Regions from separate parts of the Hordeum vulgare genome. Here region 2 is linked to region 1. A link is a contact called in public Hi-C data. All regions are on one chromosome and are shown on one strand. The core of a region is the stretch at or near the end of the contact, and the rest is flanking DNA. Distances in the headings are between cores, read along the strand shown. Region 1 has its middle 29 kb from the start of LOC123413129. Region 2 has its middle 29 kb from the start of LOC123443389.

Evidence for each region. A called contact is a pair of places that touch in the nucleus more often than the background predicts.
Region 2: a Hi-C map of seedling shows a contact between it and region 1, with 7 times the contacts expected there. The contact joins two enhancer-like sites. A contact is called at or near these places in 3 of 6 Hi-C or Micro-C datasets (leaf and seedling).

Annotation. Positions count from the first base shown.
Region 1 is chr1H:438,774,849-438,780,038 of MorexV3_pseudomolecules_assembly, forward strand. No RefSeq gene overlaps it. Among protein-coding and RNA genes, the nearest start is that of LOC123413129, 29 kb to the left of the region's middle. Within about 2 kb of position 1,868, at least 2 of the 3 cell types and tissues checked have open chromatin away from gene starts, as enhancers often do. A contact at or near this core is called in seedling, where this site is marked.
Region 2 is chr1H:438,849,196-438,854,377 of MorexV3_pseudomolecules_assembly, forward strand. No RefSeq gene overlaps it. Among protein-coding and RNA genes, the nearest start is that of LOC123443389, 29 kb to the left of the region's middle. Within about 2 kb of position 3,831, at least 3 of the 3 cell types and tissues checked have open chromatin away from gene starts, as enhancers often do. A contact at or near this core is called in seedling, where this site is marked.

The DNA of each region.
Region 1 (5,190 bases), core at 618-3,117:
TCAAGATTCAAAAACTGTTTGTGTTTTAAAACACTGTTCATGCTTCTAAATTTGTTCACGTTTTTTTCAAAATATTTCTCAAAATTCAAAAAAGTTCGTGTTTTACAAATGTGTTCGCGCTTCTAAATTTGTTATCGGTTTCGAAAATAATTCTCAATATTCAAAAAATGTCTGTGTTTTAAAAATTTCTTCGCGCTTTCAAATTTGTTTGGGACTTTTTAGAATTGTTCCCTGTTTCAAAATTCTTTTCTATAAATTCAAAAAATGTTCGTCTTATAAAAAATTGTTAAACATATTCAAAAATTGTTTGAAAAATCTGAAAATTGTACACATTTTGCGAAAATGTTCATATTTTTCCAAAAAATCGAGTATTTGTATACATTTAGAAAATGTTATGAAAAGGTTCCTCTTTTTCAAAATATGTTCGCTGATTCAATTTTAGGAATTTGTAATTACGAATTGTTCCAAATATATTATAGTTTTCGTTTCACATATTTAAAATTTCTTCGTGCTTATTAATTTTTTCGAATTTAATAAATATTCTTGTTTTTTCAATTTTTTGTAAAATTCATAAATTCATCCCATTTTAGAATTTAATATTAGTTAGAATTCTCCCAAAAACTTGTTTGCATTTTTAAAATTAGAATTATTAAAAAAATATGCAGAATTTTCATGAAATGTTTGAAAAAAAGAAAAAGAAAAGAAAAAGTATTTAAAATTTTCATGGAACTGCAGTTATTTTTGGTTCTAAAGAGTTTGTATTCCACTTTGAACAGGAAAGTTAACCAGATCGACTGGTTATGGACCCATTGTTTTTTCCCGTGTGGGCCGGCCCAGGCGCGACTTTGTCGATCTGCTGCAAAATACGGCATATAGGTGAAATATCTAGTTAGCGAGTACACCTTTCAATGATTACTCCCATCGCCTCAAATTGCGATAAGTGGCGTACTACATGCGTGCTACTTGTCGCAACCTGGGAATTTTTCTTTTTTTGTAGATCCGTATTTTTAAAACGTTTTTCTCCTAAATTGTGTATTCAAATCTTGAATTGTTTTCATCGTTGGGTTTCTCGCGTTAAGATGTTCAAAACTAGATCCCACTTTGATAGATTTTGACAGACATTTTTCACCGAAAATCGGAGAAAAACGGGCCTTTTTTCCCATTCCAAGATACACGGACATGCCTCTCTTGCGGAAGCAAAACCGTGACTCTCGCGGGAAAAAAATTAGAAAACGTAGTTTTTTCGCTTTCCGAAAGGCAGGTGACTCTCGCGATAGCAAAATCGTGCCTTTTGTGGAAGCAAAATCGTGCCTCTCGTGAAAAAAAAGAAAGGAGAAAACGCCTTTTTTTTCAAGAGGCAATACCGTGCCTTTCGTGGAAGTAAACCGTGCCTCTCGTGGAAGCAAACCGTGCCTCTCGCGAAAAAAAAAGAGCAGGAATACATTTTTTTCTTTACGTTACTCTCGTGATAGCAAAATCTTGTCTATCGCGGAAGCAAAACCGTGTCTCTCGCGAAAAAAAAGAAACATGTTTTTTTCGCGAAAGCAAAATCATGTCTCTCGCGAAAAAAGAGTGAGCAGAAAACATGTTTTTTCACTTTTCGAAAGGCATGATCCTACGAAAAAACTGGGAAAACCACTCTAAAAAACAAAAAATACATAGAAAAAATAGAAATAAAAAGACAAAAATACAAAGGGAACACTCAAAGCGATTCGTGACAACGACTGAAAATGCGTCAAATAACGATGTGCGGAAGCGCTTGCCGGGAGGCTTCAGAGGGAGGGTTCGATAACTGTTGCTCCCGCATATAGGACATCCCACAAGCGACAGGTAGGAGCTCCCATACAGCAGTGGGACGCGAATAGCGGGCAGCCAACTGGGCCAGGCCAGCAACGATCAGTATTTGTAGCGAGAACACTTAAAAAGCAGTGCACTCTGAGGAGCAGATGCCTAGCCACTGTATCTATGGTTTCCAGAAAGAAGCACAAAAAGTTAAGAACTATGAAGAACTATAAATTTAAAGATTTTCTGAAATTTTGAGGTGATTATTCTTTGAAAAGTGAACGTTTTCTAAAATTGTGAACTTTTTTAAAAAATATAATGTTTTATAGGAAATACGAACAATCTTTGAAAAATTAGAACATATTTCTAAATTCCAGTGTTAACCTTTTATTTCTTTTATTAATAAGCCTGTATTTGATGCTTCAATTGGTCTGCGCCATGGGGCATGGGGATTGCCAAGTAGAGCCCCGCACGAGACATAGGTGTATTTTCGTTTTTATAGTTGTGTCTGGACAAATTTTCTCGGCCGTCCTATACACGTGTAGCGACCTAGCGCGTAACCTCCCCCCTCTCCATGCACGCCAGCTCCTCATCTTTCCCAATGTTTTTCTTCTTCCTCTGATTTTTCTGTTGTTTTTCTTTCTTTTTTCCTTTATTTTACTCGTTACTTGCAAAGATAAAGCAGTGTTGGATATATAATGTAAATATAAAATAAAATAACAGAAGATAAATGGTAGCAATACTTTTAGAGTTTTAGTAACATATTTTATGAAGACTTCGGGATCGTAGTTTTCGCTAGAGCCTTCTCTCTTAAAGAAAGCATAGATGGGTAAATAAGTTACTCTTGGGCAGCTAATAGAAAGCGCATAGTTATGAAATATTTATTCGTGACAATGATCATATATATGTAGGCATCATGTCCATAAGCAAGTAGACTGACTCCTACCTGCATGGCCGCATCTACTACTATTAATCCGTTCGTCGGCCGCTATCGAGCATGCATATAGAGTATTAAGTATGAAACAGAGTAATGCTTGGAGCAAGATGACAAGACGTAGACAAAGTAAATTCAACTAATATGAATAAACCCTATATTTTTATCCTTTATGGAAGCAATACAAATATGTGTCATGTCCCCTTCTGTACTGGGTTTGAGCAAGGCAAGATCGAACCCATCACCCATCACAATGCACCACTCTCACTGAACATAAATTAATCTAGTTGGACAAACCAAACCGATAGATCAGAGAAAAATACGATGCTATCATAATCATGCATATAAGAAAATAGCAAAGAATTAATATGTTTTTGTGAATAATCTAATCGTAAACCCAAAATTCATCGAATCCCAACAAACACACCGCAAAGAATATTACATCGAATAGTTCACCGCGGGAATCACGGTGAACTTTGTATTGAAGATCATAGAGAAAGAGAGAGAGATAGACATCTAGGTACTAGCTATTAACCTGTAGGTCTGTGATAGACTACTCACACATTACCATGGGAGCATCAAGGTTGATGTAGAGGCCCTCCGTTATCGACCCCCCTCAGACACGACACCGGAACGGGGCTCCAGATGGAATCATGGTGGAACAGAGACTTGCGGGCTTGCGGCGGTGAAAAAAATGTTTCAGGTATTTCTCTGGTGTTTTCCCGATTTTAAAAGATTTAAAGAGACGGGGTTAGGTCAGGAGGCGTCAGGGGATGGTCCCAAGCCATCAGGGCACGCCTACCCCCTCGGGTGCGTCCTGTTGGCTTGGCACCGGCTCGTGAGGCCTACGGCCTACCTCTAAAGTTTCCAAGTATTACTCTTGTTGAGAAAAAATCATTAAAATTTTTTGTTGCATTTGGTCTTCGTTTGGTATTGATTTACTGAAAAGCCAAAAACACGCAGAAAGCAACAATTGCATTTGGCACTTGGTTAATATGTTAGTTCCTGAAAATGATACAAAACAACATATAAATGCATCTGAAGTATCCAAGAATGATAATATAATGACATGGAACAATCAAAAATTATAGATACGTTGGAGACGTATCAACTACCCATGATACCTTGGGGGAATTCAATGAGATTGATTGAAGGGCGCGTGGGATGCACACCATCGACGCGTGAATGCAGGTTGGACCTCCTCGAAAGAGGCGTATCACCGCCCCGGTGCCACCAACTCCACCCAGGTACAAGTTGATAATTTTGAAGTTGAGACTAAGGTTATGAATGATTAGGGAGAAGGACGTGGCCTTGGCTGTCAAGACTCGTGAGGCTCTTGACACAATCTTGAAGATTGTTGCCAACCAGGATGCCACTCTACGCATGTACCGTTCTCGCGTCATGGAGTTAGATGTTGCCAATAAGCTCATGATCGACGCCCTCATCGGTGTCACGGCTTCATCTCCATCAAAGAACACCGGTATTAATAAAAAGGAGACTAAATGAATCCAACCGACTTAGCATGATAAGCTTGGGGGGATTTTGAGGCCTTTTCTCGTTTCCCTTATTTGTCCTATGTTGAACTTTATTTAAAAGAGTTTTTATAGTTTAAATAAATAAGGACAATCCTACCTTCCTAGTAAGAATGATGAATCTTGACGGGGGGATAACCCCGGGGTAGGCTCACCGAGTCGACTCCACAATTCGGTATAGAGTGGGGCGAAAGCCTCCTCAGTTGTCGGCTCCTCCTAGCCGGCTGCACAACCCGTGCCGGCTATGAGTGTCGTCGTCTACCCTCTGGCCGGATGGCTAGCCGCCAGCCGACTGGGGAGCACCCATCACATCAGTCCCTATGATGTGATGGAGGCCCTCGATTAAAGGCGAAAGTACCTCAGCTCAGGTACGATGGAGAGGAATACGCATGGCTAGAGTGGTGGCGGCCATACCGCTGACCGGTGCCGGCTACGACGAGTCAACCGTGTACAGTACACACATGCCACCACCCACTCCATTACCTGGCCCGGCGTGGCTACAGTGGAGGCGGCCGTACCGCTGACCGGCGCCGGATCCCGCAAGACGACGGCCACCGTACCACACGCACCCTGCATGGGGAGCACCCACTAATCCCATAGGTCAGCCGACGGGTCCCATAGTCTGATGGGACCTTGCAGCCGGCGGGCCCCGCCAGCAACAAGACTGATCAATAGTGGGTCCTCTGGCCAGCCGGAGAGGCTGCCAGCCGGGTCCCTCGGATTGTACCTTATATCCATTTTATAGGCTGGGGGGTTGTCTGTAGACCCCCGTGGCCCCCTCCATGCAGAGGGTCGGCCATTCTTACGGACCCACACACTCATACATGAGAGGTAGATTGCGAGCCGGCTGCTCCATCTTCCTCCTCCGTTGAACATCTCAAGGAGCACATTGTAGTTCACTTGGTTCATCAACCACTCCGGTAGGACTAGGGGTATTATCTC
Region 2 (5,182 bases), core at 2,581-5,080, 76 kb after region 1:
CCTCGAGAAGGCATGGTCTTTGGTGGTGACAACATGGTGTGGAGGCGTCCAATGGCTTAGAGTTTTGTGTGGCGGTGGCAAATGATGATATGTCTCACGGATCTAACACTTTCCCTTTGGTGGTGCTCTCTAGCATGGCTTGCATTGTTTTGTCCCAGTGGGTGAGCGTCCTAGCTCGTCCCTGCTGGAAGGGGATATTGTTCCCTTTCTTGACGACTGTGGCACCTCCATGACGTCGGGAGCACAATCCCTTTATGCAATGAGTGACCATGTCCTCGATTTGCTTGTCGCGTTGACTTGGCATCTAGGATGTTTCTTCACCTTCCATTGTCCCTAGTTGCTTATCCTCTTCATTCAGGCATCTGAGAGCGGCAGCGGTGGAACCACTTTGGGAGGATGATGACGCAACAAGTTGAAGGCTCTCATAGGTGATGTTGACACAGTCAAATAACAAAAGTTGTCGGAAGAGAAATGTACATGAAAAGGCTGGCACCATGGACCCAACAAGTTTCACACGCCATACCCAAGCAAGTACCTTCTTATATTGGAAGGATGGCGTGTGGAACATACAAAAAATATATCTTACTTCTATCGGGATGAAACATTGCAAACTTTAGAATAATAGGTATGAAACATGCAAAAATACATACATTGAAGACGTATCATAATGCCATGCATATGTAAAATGTTTACAAATAAGCTCGATCCCAAATCAAATATGTGCTACTTTGTTGGTCATTTCAAAATTGTGTCGTTGTACTGAAAACAAAATGTTTATCGCGTAAGATGGTGTGTTTTCCGAGAAAGAGTTTTTACGGAAGGGGTGAGTCGGAGGATAGTAAAACTCGACGAGACTAGTGAATCTTCATCGCCATCCAGTCAAAATGATTCAAGTCGGAAGTTCAGTTCTACGGGGATCCCAACTGCAACGGGTATGAAAGCCCCTATATGTAATGTGAAAATAATGTAGAAATTTTAATCGAGTATCTAATACTCCCTTTGTTCCATGGTGTAAAACGTTTTTTGACACAATACTAGAATAAAAAATGTCTTACCTTATGGAACGAAGGGAATAAGGAACACAACAGAAGAGCGCCAAAAACATGAGATAGACAAATCATTTTGCACTGCACGATGCTCCACAAGTACGGCTGATGCAGATTTAACAGAGGGATCTAACTAGAAATATTAAACACATGCATATCAGGTGGCTGCTAGGATGGCCGTGGCCTTTAGCTAAAGCCGCCGTGCAATCCGAGACAGAAGGCTACAGAAAAAGGCACATACGGAGAGGAAAGAAAGACATAATGCCCAGCTGGAGAATAGCGAATGGGGGGAAACGAATAATCAAAGAGCTGCCCATATGGTTGGGTGGCTTCATCATATCTTAATGATGCAAAGGCAGTTGAAAAGAGCAGAGATGAGCCTCGGAGGGGCCAACTACTGAATCAATTTCAGACGGGCCAAATGGACTCGAATCAGCCGATGGCGTGATGAACCGGGTTGGAACATCGACAAAAAAAAAGTCTTCGAAGAAGACATTCCCCTGAGGGGGTGGTCTTTGCCTTCGAATAAAAACATTGACACTGACGGTTCATCTTTTTCAGTGTATCGTGTCCATTAACTGTTGGCATCACAACTATTTCCTCCGTTCCATTTATGTAAAAAATGCTCTTATATTATGAAACGGAGGGAGTACTTCTCTATCCCTATCAAGTTTTGGTACTCAATAAGTTGGGCTGCTTAACTTGTACTAGTATTATTCAGGAAAAGGAAGAAGGGAAAACAGCCTGACCATGGTCAGCACGAAAGACGTTCTGTTTTGGCTACAGCATGTGAGGCTATCCTTAGAGAAAACTTATGAGGCTCAGCATATTCCTACACTTTCCTGAAGAGTAGATCATGCAATTAACAACAAAGCATCGGCATACTGATAGTATCTACTCCTTCCGTTTCAAAATAAATGATTTAATTTTATATTAACTTAGTATTAAAGTTAGTATAAAATTGAGTTATTTATTTTAGAACGGAGAGAGTACTTCACTGACAGTGCAGATACCACGGCTAAACACATTCCTACTGCAGTGTAGTTCAACTTTTTGTACTCCACCCGTTCCTAAATATAAGACCTTTTAGAGATTGCACTATATACTACATACGAATGTACATGGACATATTTTAGAGTATAGATTCAATCATTTTGTTCCGTATGTAGTCTTCTAGTGAAATCTCTAAAAGGTCTTATATTTTAAAACGGAAGGAGTAGAAAATAAGACGAAATTACCGAGCAATACTTGGTAGGCGAGATGCCGCGGAAACTGCAGGTGCTGCTAGTGCTTTCATATGCCGCTTACTGCTTCGGTTAGAATGAGGCAAGTCTTTTGCCTCGGTTTCAACAAAAAACATGTCATTTACTGCATGCAACAAGATCCTACCGCCCACGCAAGCATGCATATTCACATTTCCTTTTAAGTTTCTTTGTTTCCAGTTCTTACAATTTCTTTTGGTTTTATTTGTTCTGTTTTGTTTTTCTTCATTTCCTAGTTTTATTACCTAATTTCTTATTCATTTCCATTTTTATGTTTATACCCTTTTATGATTTTTTATGGAAATACTTTCAAATAATATATAAAAGTTTTGACAAATACAAAGAGTGACTACAATAGAAGATGGGACACGTGTAAAAACATTTTACGTAAAAATATAAAAAAAATTCAAATTCCAGAATCTACTTTTTGTAAATTTAAATATTTAGAATTTGGTAAAAAAATGAAAATGGGTACAACTTTTCAAATGTAGAACAAAATTTCGAATCTGAGAAAAAATTGAAATTCCAAATGATTACACTTGTGTTTTTTTAAATAGAAACATGTTCCTAAAACTTGCGAAAACTTATAACACAAACGATTTTTAAAACTTCAGAATGTTTTTGAAAATACTGAACAAAATTTGGAAACGCAAGCAAAATTGGATATATTTTTTAAATGCAAGTAAAAAAGAAAAGAAAAATAAATATAAAATAAAAGTAAACCTGTTCAGGAACCATCTAAAAGGTTCCTAAAACCTATAAAACCCATGAGCAATTTCCTGGAAGTTTCCCAAAATCAAAACCGCAAGCCATAAGTACAGCCGAAGGTGGGCCAACCCAGTTGATCGCGTGCATGTGCTTTTGGTCGATCCTTTGATACAAAAAGCGTCAAATAGGGTTTTTCACACGCAAAGACTTTCGGGTCATGAGAAGTCGCAAGTAGAAGGTAGAACAAAGCAGAAATGTCATGCTCGGCCTCGCGGTCGGGACGAGAACATGCACTTGGCCGCGCATAGAAACTGGGGTCATCGGCCGCGGATGTGCACAACGAGGACTACTCAACACGAACAGATCAACTTAAAGCACCTTTTTGCAAAAAAAATTGTTTTTTCTGAATTGGTTATTTTTCCCCAAATTGTGTGTGTTTTTTCATATTTATACAATGTACATTTTTTAAAATTTATGATTTTCACTTTTCAACTATCTACTATGAAATGGTCAACTAGACAACGGTCAATGATGAACTAAGTCAATGGTTGACCGGTCCAACTAAGCCAACAAAGGGGCGACCGGCTGAGTGAGAGAATGGCTAACTGATTTGACCAGCTCACACTTTGTAGCATGTGGGCGCCAGCGTGATAACCGACGCAATATGAGATCTCTAAGATGGAGGCATAAACCGAAGAGCGGAGTTTGGCAGATACCTATGTCGCTTAGTGACCAAAGAAAAGCTCTCGACTAAGGAATCCATATACGGGCCTGCCCAGCACAATAGGAGCGCTACTCTCTAAGGGCATCCTATGTCTCGCTTTAAGCGAGAACAGGGAGAAGCCTCCGGTCATGGGTAGCCCAGATGGACGGGCCCATAAGTGTGGGAGGCCACGACTTGTTTTTTTTTCTGTTTTCTGTTCTTGTTATTTGGTTTATTTTTGTACTTTTATTTATACATTAAAATGTTCTACGTATATAGGCAAACAAAACTTGCAAAAACATATCTGGAAAATGTTGAATAAATATTAAATATTCTGAACAAGTAATTCAAAAAAATTAGGCAGGTGTTTGAAAATTTTGAGTAAATATTAACATTATTGAACAAGCATCTGGAAAATGTTCAATATGTATTGAAAATTGTTGAAAGAGTATTTGAAAATTACTGAATAAGTATTTGAAAATTACTGAATAAGTATTTGAAAATTTCGAATAAGCATTACATATATTGAACAATTATTTGAAAATGTTGAATAGTTATTAAAAAAATTAAACAAGTATTTGAAAAAAAATCTGACCATGTATTTTACTCTCTTAAAAAGCATTAAAATGTTGAACCAGTATTTAAAAATGTTGAATAAGCCTTCATACAATGTTGAACGTGTATACAATAATGTTGATCACTATTAAAGAAATTCGACATATACAGTGAATCAGCGTTGGGAAGCACTCCCCTCGTGCATCAATGGGCCGCCGGGAATCTACCATCTAGTATAACTCGAGATATAGTCGCCGCGAATCTCCCACACATGTTTTTTTTTAAATTTCTTGTATTGCTTTTATTTACTTATTTATTTTTGAAAAAGAGGCAAGAGTTTTTCCTTATTCTTTATACAAGAGAGAAGAGTTTAAGAGTCTTATAAAAGACCCACATTATCGGCATGACAACTAATCTCGCACAACAATACACCCTAGTTTCTTAGCACCCGCAATAACCCAGAGCTTGGCTTTGACAATAATAGAACAAGGTGGACCGGAGGCGAATCACTCTTGTGACGGAAGACTCTAGTGTTATGCTAATTTCTAAAATGGAATAAACAATTTTCTTTAAGTTAAAAAATATTTATCATGCAGTAAAAAAATACAATGTAAAAAAATATTTACGTAATTCAATAAAAATATTGATATCATTTACAAAATGCAAGGGACATTTCGAAATGTTAACGCATTAAAAAAATCGTGCAGCTTAAAAAAAGTTTGCATAGTCAAAAAAGAATTATTTATATCATTCCCTAAAATATGATTATCAAATTATACAAATTAAATATCTATTAGTATATTATAAAAAAAGTGTCATTCAAAATAAATGTGCTGACATCTTCAGGAAATATTCATGTTTTATGACAAATGTCTAAGACATTTATTATTTCTTTATGAAACTTAAAA